Linked DNA regions of Sus scrofa: region 2 is linked to region 1. The links are chromatin contacts, called in public Hi-C maps. All regions are on one chromosome and are shown on one strand. The core of a region is the stretch at or near the end of the contact, and the rest is flanking DNA. Distances in the headings are between cores, read along the strand shown. Region 1 holds the start of ERCC6L (DNA excision repair protein ERCC-6-like). Region 2 holds the start of RPS4X (ribosomal protein S4, X-linked).

The links. A called contact is a pair of places that touch in the nucleus more often than the background predicts.
Region 2: a Hi-C map of skeletal muscle shows a contact between it and region 1, with 1.9 times the contacts expected there. The contact joins the promoter of RPS4X here to the promoter of ERCC6L in region 1. A contact is called at or near these places in 4 of 47 Hi-C or Micro-C datasets (embryonic fibroblasts, heart right ventricle, liver and 1 more) and 1 of 2 datasets of contacts at active chromatin or transcription factors (skeletal muscle).

The regions. Positions count from the first base shown.
Region 1 is chrX:58,116,114-58,119,782 of Sscrofa11.1, reverse strand. ERCC6L (DNA excision repair protein ERCC-6-like) reads left to right here and starts at 1,841. Exons shown (of 2, transcript XM_003360364.4): 1 at 1,841-1,997. The coding sequence starts at 1,930.
Region 2 is chrX:58,153,627-58,157,295 of Sscrofa11.1, reverse strand. It overlaps RPS4X (ribosomal protein S4, X-linked), which reads left to right and starts at 2,117. Exons shown (of 7, transcript NM_001204283.1): 1 at 2,117-2,168; 2 at 3,163-3,240. The coding sequence starts at 2,166. It also overlaps the pseudogene LOC100622164.

The DNA of each region.
Region 1 (3,669 bases), core at 592-3,091:
CCCAGAGCAACTGTACACTTGACTGCTCCCCACCTCCTTCTCCAATCCAAACTTGCCTCCAGGAAAAAAAGTGATTAAAACACTTTAGCAGGGTAAATAAACTCCTTCACGAAGTGGCTTCCAACTACTCCAACTTCATGTCCTGCCATTCCCCTCTTCTTTCCAGCAATAAGCAGTGTGACACAGTGAATGAGCACAGATTTGTGTCTATATAGACCTGGTATGGAATTCTGGTTCTGCCATTTCCCAGCTTTGGAACCTTAGACAAAACCACTTTATTTCTCTTGAGCCTCAATTTCCACATCTGAAAATGGGGATAATAGTAGTATATTAAAAGCCCTCTTGGGAGTTCTATTGTGACACAGCAGGTTAAGGATCTGGTATTGTCACTGCAGAGGCTTGGGTCGCTGCTGTGACGTGGCTTTGAACCCTGGCCCGGGGCCTTTCACCTACCACGTTCGCTGCCAAAAAAAAAAAACAAAAAAAACCAAAAAAAAAAAAAAAACCCTCTTAACAGAAGGCCTAAAACTCTATGAACATATGACCTTAAGTCATATTAACCAGGAAAACAGCCCATCTTCTCTAAGGTCTCTTTTTAACTAGATACATGAAATTTATAAAAAGCTTAAAATTCTCTGGACATATGGTAGGCACATGACTGGGCCAATAGGTGGTGAGTTTTCAAATTGACTGCATCTCAGTTGGATCTTCTGAAGGAATGGTGGCAACCACACACCACAGCACTACTTTCTTTCTTTAAGGGCCACACCTTTGGCATTTGGAAGTTCCCAGGCTAGGGGTGGAATCAGAGCTGTAGCCACCAGCCTACACCACAGCCACACCAATGCCAGATCCGAGTGGAGTGTACGACCTACACTGCACCTCACTCGAGACCTGCTTCTTTTTTTTTTTTTTTTTTTGTCTTTTTGCTATTTCTTGGGCCGCTCCCGTGGCATATGGAGGTTCCCAGGCCAGGGGTCGAATCGGAGCTGTAGCCACCGGCCTACACCAGAGCCACAGCAACGCGGGATCCGAGCCACATCTGCAACCTACACCACAGCTCACGGCAACGCCGGATCGTTAACCCACTGAGCAAGGGCAGGGACCGAACCCGCAACCTCATGGTTCCTAGTCGGATTCGTTAACAACTGCGCCACTACGGGAACTCCGAGACCTGCTTCTTAATCCACTGAGCGAGGTCAGCGACCTAACCTGCGTCCTCATCGATACTAGTCAGGTTCATTACCGCTGTGCCACAACGGGAACTCTGGCTTGGTTCTAGAAGACCCTTCTTCACTGTGCGTTTAAGTCACGAGGACTATGCCTCCCGGCGGAGTGTTTGAATTCAAAGCGTGCTCAGTACCAGCCATCCGGTAGCAGAGAAGGGAGGATATTAGGGGATGCAAGCTGTGGAGGTTTCCAGGGGCCACTAAAACAAGATCATATCAGGCAGTCTATTTCACTCAGGAGGATATCACAAGCACACGCGCCCGCGGGGGCAGAAATTCACCCCAACCCGGTACGGGTTGGAATGAAAATTCAAGGAACAGAAGAGTTTTCTGTGGCTCAGCAGGTTAAGGATCCGGCAGCTGTCATTGCTTTGGCTCGGGTCGCTTCTGTGGCGAGGCAACTTCCGCCGGCTGCGCGGCATGTCTGAAAAAAAAAGTGCCAAAGACAGCAGGAGGACGCAAGTCATGCCGCACCACCGGCCGGCTACGGCCCCTACGCCCCACCAGCGCGCTATGCGCAGGCGCGCGACCTTCGTGGGCGGGGCTCAAGCGGTGGCGCCGGAAGCCCTGTGCGCGGATTGGCCTGCCGCGACGTCGACGGTTGGTCCTGTCCCTCTTCCATGCGCGTAGCGCCTGCGCAGGGCGAGAGCGAGGGAAATTCAATACCCGGCGGAGACACACGGAACCCAATCTGAGGGTCATGGAGGCGTCCCGAGGGTTTGCGGAAGCCGGGGTCTTAAGCCCAGAGCAGGCTGCCCGTTACCTGAGGTACGTCTGGGCGGGTCTAATTCACAGGCCCTGGCAGGGAGTGGGGGTGGGGGGGACCTCGCGGACCGTCCCAGGGGCCCAAACTACCGAGGCAGAGCCTTGCGAGAGGCCAGCCCGAGAGGAGGGCGTGGGAATCTCCCTAGATATCTAAAGCCTGGGGAGCCCACGATGCCGGGTCAAATAACTCTCCGATATGAACTCCTTAAGAGCCATTTTGAAATCTGTTTTTTTTTAATACATAAAAATTGCTGATGCGTTATGTTAGTAATAGCTTAAATATTTTCTGTTATCCTATTTTGATTTTATAGCTTAATGTATACATTTTCAACACCCATCTTTCTGTTTAGAAATAATTTTTTTATTTGAAATATATATTAATATATTAAAGATATACAATTCACATTGTATATAGTACAATATTTTCCTTTTGTAGTTTGTCAAGGATTTTTGTGTATGCTGTACATTAATACACAAAAATATACCTGAATTTTAAGATCTCCCCTGCCAAAGCCTTTCTTGGGTCTTTCTAGCCTACCTAGCCCCAGGCCTAGGGGAAACAGAGGACTAAAACACTCCTGCCCTCAAATTGCTTATAATCTAGTGATGGAAAAGAATAGGTGAACTATACTTGCTCTATTGTTTGATAAGGACTGTAAGAGGTATAATGTGCAAGGCATACTGCAGGAGGGAATAGCCAACTCCAAGGGTCGGTGAGCTAAGGGAAGGGTTCACAGAGGAGATATGGGTGTTGAGAAATGAGTGATCATTCACCAGATGGCTAAGGGTGGGAGGCCCAGTGATGTGGGAATAGACATTTAAATTCTTTTAAAAAATTGTGATAAAATACAACATAAAATTTACCATCGTAACCATTCCTTTTTAAATTTGTTTTTTATTATAGTTGATTTACAGTGTTGTGTTTATTCTGCAGTACAGCACAGTGATTCATTTATACATATATATTCTTTTTCATATTCTTTTCCATTATGATTTTTTAAAATTTTGTTTTATTTTTTGGGGGGGGCTGCGCCTGCAGCATATGGAGGTTCCCAGGCTAGGGGTCCAATCAGAGCTACAGCTGCTGGCCTATGCCACAGCCAAGCAGGATCCGAGCTGCGTCTGTGATCTACACCACAGCTCAGGGCAACGCCAGATCCTTAACCCACTGAATGAGGCCAGGGATTGAACCAGCAACCTCATGGTTTCTAGTCAGATTCGTTTCCTCTGCGCCACGACGGGAACTCCACCAATATGATTTATTACAGGATATTGAATAAATACAGTTCCCTGTGCTATACAGTAGGACCTTGTTGTTTATCCATTCTATGTATAATAGTTTGCATCTGCGAATCTCAAATTCCGAAAATGCGGAATGCTTCATGAATTTGCGAAGGGGCCAAGCTAATTTCTGTATCTTTACAATTTTACTATATGTGCTATGAAAGCGAACACCCATCTTTACCATTCTTAAGTGTACAGTTCAGTACATTAACATTGTTCAACCATCACCACCATCTATCTCCAGAACTCTTGTCATCTTGCAAAACTAAAACTCTGTACCTTTTAGACAACAATTCCTCATTCCACTCTTCCTCAGCCTCTGGCAACCACCATTCTACTTTTTCTGTGAATTTGATTTCTCTAGGGACCTTATATTTAAGAGCAATTAGGG
Region 2 (3,669 bases), core at 868-3,367, 37 kb before region 1:
GACTAAGCTCTCTGTTAGGTGGCAAAGGGCCTGCCCAGATGAATTGGAGCAGGCTCTTTCATGGAAATGCTCACAGCCTAGTGGAGGACAACAGGGAAGCTAGTCATTACCAACCCAATGTGGTATAGTGTTGTCGTACAGTTTGAATAGAGGGCTCTGGGGCAAAAGAATGTGGCACTGACCCTGCCAGAGCAAAGCCAGGGCTCACAGAGCTAGAGGGACCTGAGCTGACAAGCAGGATTAGGTGCCCAGGAAGAGGGTTGGGTTTCCCATGCATTTCCAAGCTGAGGGGATCATCAGGTCCGCCAACTTGTAAAAGGCAGCTTTCTCAGAGCAGTAGCACCTTGGAGTGGCCTAAGCTTTGAGGTTTGGGATAGCGTAAGGGAGCAAAGGGTGTCCAAGTTAAGGAAGTGGCAAGTGACAGGCAGAGGGACCTGAGGCATCAGGCAGGAGGCCCAAGGGCAGTTTCAAAGTAGGGAAATAACATGATCAGATCTAAGTCTCAGATAACTGGATGGTCTCTAATGTCCCCTCTCTTTCCTGAGACTTTATGATAAATGCCACATGTGTTGTGCAGAAATCGAGGGGTAGAGTTCAAACAGAGATCCTACCCTCCCACCCCCTAGGCTGCACCCCCTTGGCAATCTGCAGAGAAGCTGGAGGGAAAAAACATTGGCTCTTCCCAATAGTATGGGCAGGTTGGCTGGCTCGAGGGAACTTGGAAGAAGGAACAGAAAAAATACGCTTAATAAATAATATTGAATATTTATTTTAATGTGTTTTTAGGAGTTCCCGTCGTGGCTCAGTGGTTAACGAATCTGACTAGGAACCATGAGGTTGCAGGTTCGATCCCTGGCCTTGCTCAGTGGGTTAAGGATCTGGCATTGCCCTGAGCTGCGGTGTAGGTTGCAGATGCGGCTTGGACCCCGCATTGCTGTGGCTGTGGAGTAGCCTGGGGGCTACAGCTCTAATTAGACCCCTAGCCTGGGAACCTCCATGTGCCGCAGGAGCGGCCCTAGAAAAGGCAAAAAGACAACCCCCCCCAAAAAAAAAACAAAAACCTGCACCACAGCAGCAACCGGATCTGCTTCAGTAGTGATGATGCCAGATCAGATCATTAACCCGATTCGCCACAAGAGAACTCCTTATTTATTTATTTATATGGCCGCACCTGTTGCGTAAGGAAGTTCCCAGGCAGAGGATTGAATCTGAGCTACAGCTGCCACCCAAAACTGTGCCACTGTTGAGACCGCCTATCCTTTTTTTTTTTTTTTTTTTTGTCTTTTGTCTTTTTGTTGTTGTTGTTGCTATCTCTTGGGCCGCTTCCGCGGCATATGGAGGTTCCCAGGCTAGGGGTCTATCGGAGCTGTAGCCATCGGCCTATGCCAGAGCCACAGCAACGCGGGATCCGAGCCGCGTCTGCAACCTACACCACAGCTCACGGCAACGCCAGATCGTTAACCCACTGAGCAAGGGCAGGGACCGAACCCGCGACCTCATGGTTCCTAGTCGGATTCGTTAACCACTGCGCCACGACGGGAACTCCCGCCTATCCTTTTTTAACTGAAGAATAGTTAGTTGATTTACAATGTTGTCTTAGTTTCAGGTGTACAGCAAAGAGATTCAGTTACATATGTGTATATGTATATATATTGTCTATATATGTATATATATTCTTTATATCTATATTCTTTTTCAGATTATTTTCCTTTATAGTTTATGACAAAATATTACATATAGTTCCTTGTGCTATAGAGTAGGACCTTGTTTATCTCAATATATTCTACTGATAATAGGATCATGTGTAGGTAGAACTAGTAGCCTCACTTTTTCCTCTCCTCGAAGGCAGGGAGCTTGCCTAGTGCACCTTTGTCCAGCACCTAACACAGAATCATGCGCCCCAAAGACGCTCAGCAAATACCCGAGCGGGGAGGGCGGGAAAGGGGAGGGAGGAAATCGTCCTTGGGAGACACCCCTTTTTTCGGTGGAGGTTCCCAAGCTCGGGACCTCTGACCTCCCACCAGCAGGTGGCAAGATAGCCTCCCCGCGCGCCACGAAGGGGCGGAGCTGGGAGGAGCGTCCGAGGTTCCGGCGCGCGCAGCCGCGGACCTTCTTTTCTCCGCGCGCCGGAAGGAGGCGGACCTCTTTTCGTGCCTAGCGCAGCCATGGTAAGGTGGCTTCTTGGGGAGCTCTTGGGACCCATCAGCCTCCATCCTCCCAGGGCTGGGGCTGCCCGGGGTTGCGGGGCTCCCGCAGGGGGTCGCCGGGCGGAAACGAAGGGAGAGCAGCAGGCGGGGTGGGCCTAGGGGGGCTCGAGAGCGAAGGCGAACGCGGGTCCCCGGCCGGCCCGGGGATGGGGGTTGGGGAGTTGGAGATCGATGCCGCTGGCGGGAAGGCCTCTGTCTTCGGGCCGGCCACACCCGGCCACGGATCCTGCGGCCTTGGGAGGAGCGTCTTGCTTCCCAGACCGGAGCCCAGGCTGGCCCCGGAGGACAGACGTCAGGCCTCGGGCGGGTGGAGAAACTTTTTGCTGTGTTTTTGGTACGGCCTGACTTCATGACTTTAGGTAGTGTGGCCAGTAAGTAATATTACAGAGGCTTCCGCATTCTAAGGTGAAAAACTCACTTTCAGAGTTCGAGGAAGCAGCTATTGGCACGTGGTTGTGCCGAGGTCAGATTAAATCTCGCATCAAATACTTAAAAAACCAGAAATGCTCAGTTGGATAAGTAGAAGCACAGATTGAGTTCTGGTCCGTTTTCTGTTGCTGGCCGGTTGTGCGCCACGAGGTCCACCCCAGGCTATTTCACCAACATACTCTCCTCGAAAAAGACAGCCTCTAGAATCAGGCGCTTGGAAACAGTAACATGTAGATACTTAGTAACATGAAATGCTGTTTTGAGAGACAGTAATCACTTAGTATTCTTTTTGTACAGTAAGAAAGTTGACTATGGTTTATGGAACCTATAGTATTTGCTAGATACTGTGTATGCATTCGCTTCTGCCTTTTATCACGTGGCTTTATGCTTTTTTTTTGTTTGTTTGTTTTTAACATTGTCCACATTTTGTTGAAGAGGAAACAGACTCGCTCTTCTTTCAAGGATGGCTTATAAGACCTGAAACCATTTAACAGTATTAAAATTTACAACTTTGAAACTCTTTCAGGCTCGTGGTCCCAAGAAACATCTGAAGCGCGTAGCAGCTCCAAAGCATTGGATGCTGGATAAACTGACCGGTGTGTTTGTAAGTATCTTAAGGGACATCTTTCACAATTTTATTGAGATAAAATTGACGTATTTAAGAGACACGCTTTATATTGTTCCTTTATGTGCCAAGCATCCCTGATTACCATGTCCAAAAAAATGTTCCCTGCAGTGCCTCCCAAAAGTCATTTTTTTGGGGGGGGGGGGGCAGAACTAGAGGAAGACTTGTCTGTTCTTGAAGGCCCTGTGTATCTAGCTGCACCCTACCTTACTGTAGCATAATAATTCTGTGCCTCATTCCGTATACCACAATTTGGGTAGATGCAGGACTTCAAATATTAACAGGTCTGGTCCTCTGAAAGGGGAAATGCTGGAAAACTTGGAGGTCTGGAATAGTTTTGTGGGCCTTGAAGGCCTCTCTTGTTTACTCAAATTGAGGGGGTGACAGTGGTGGATTGCAGGACTTGAG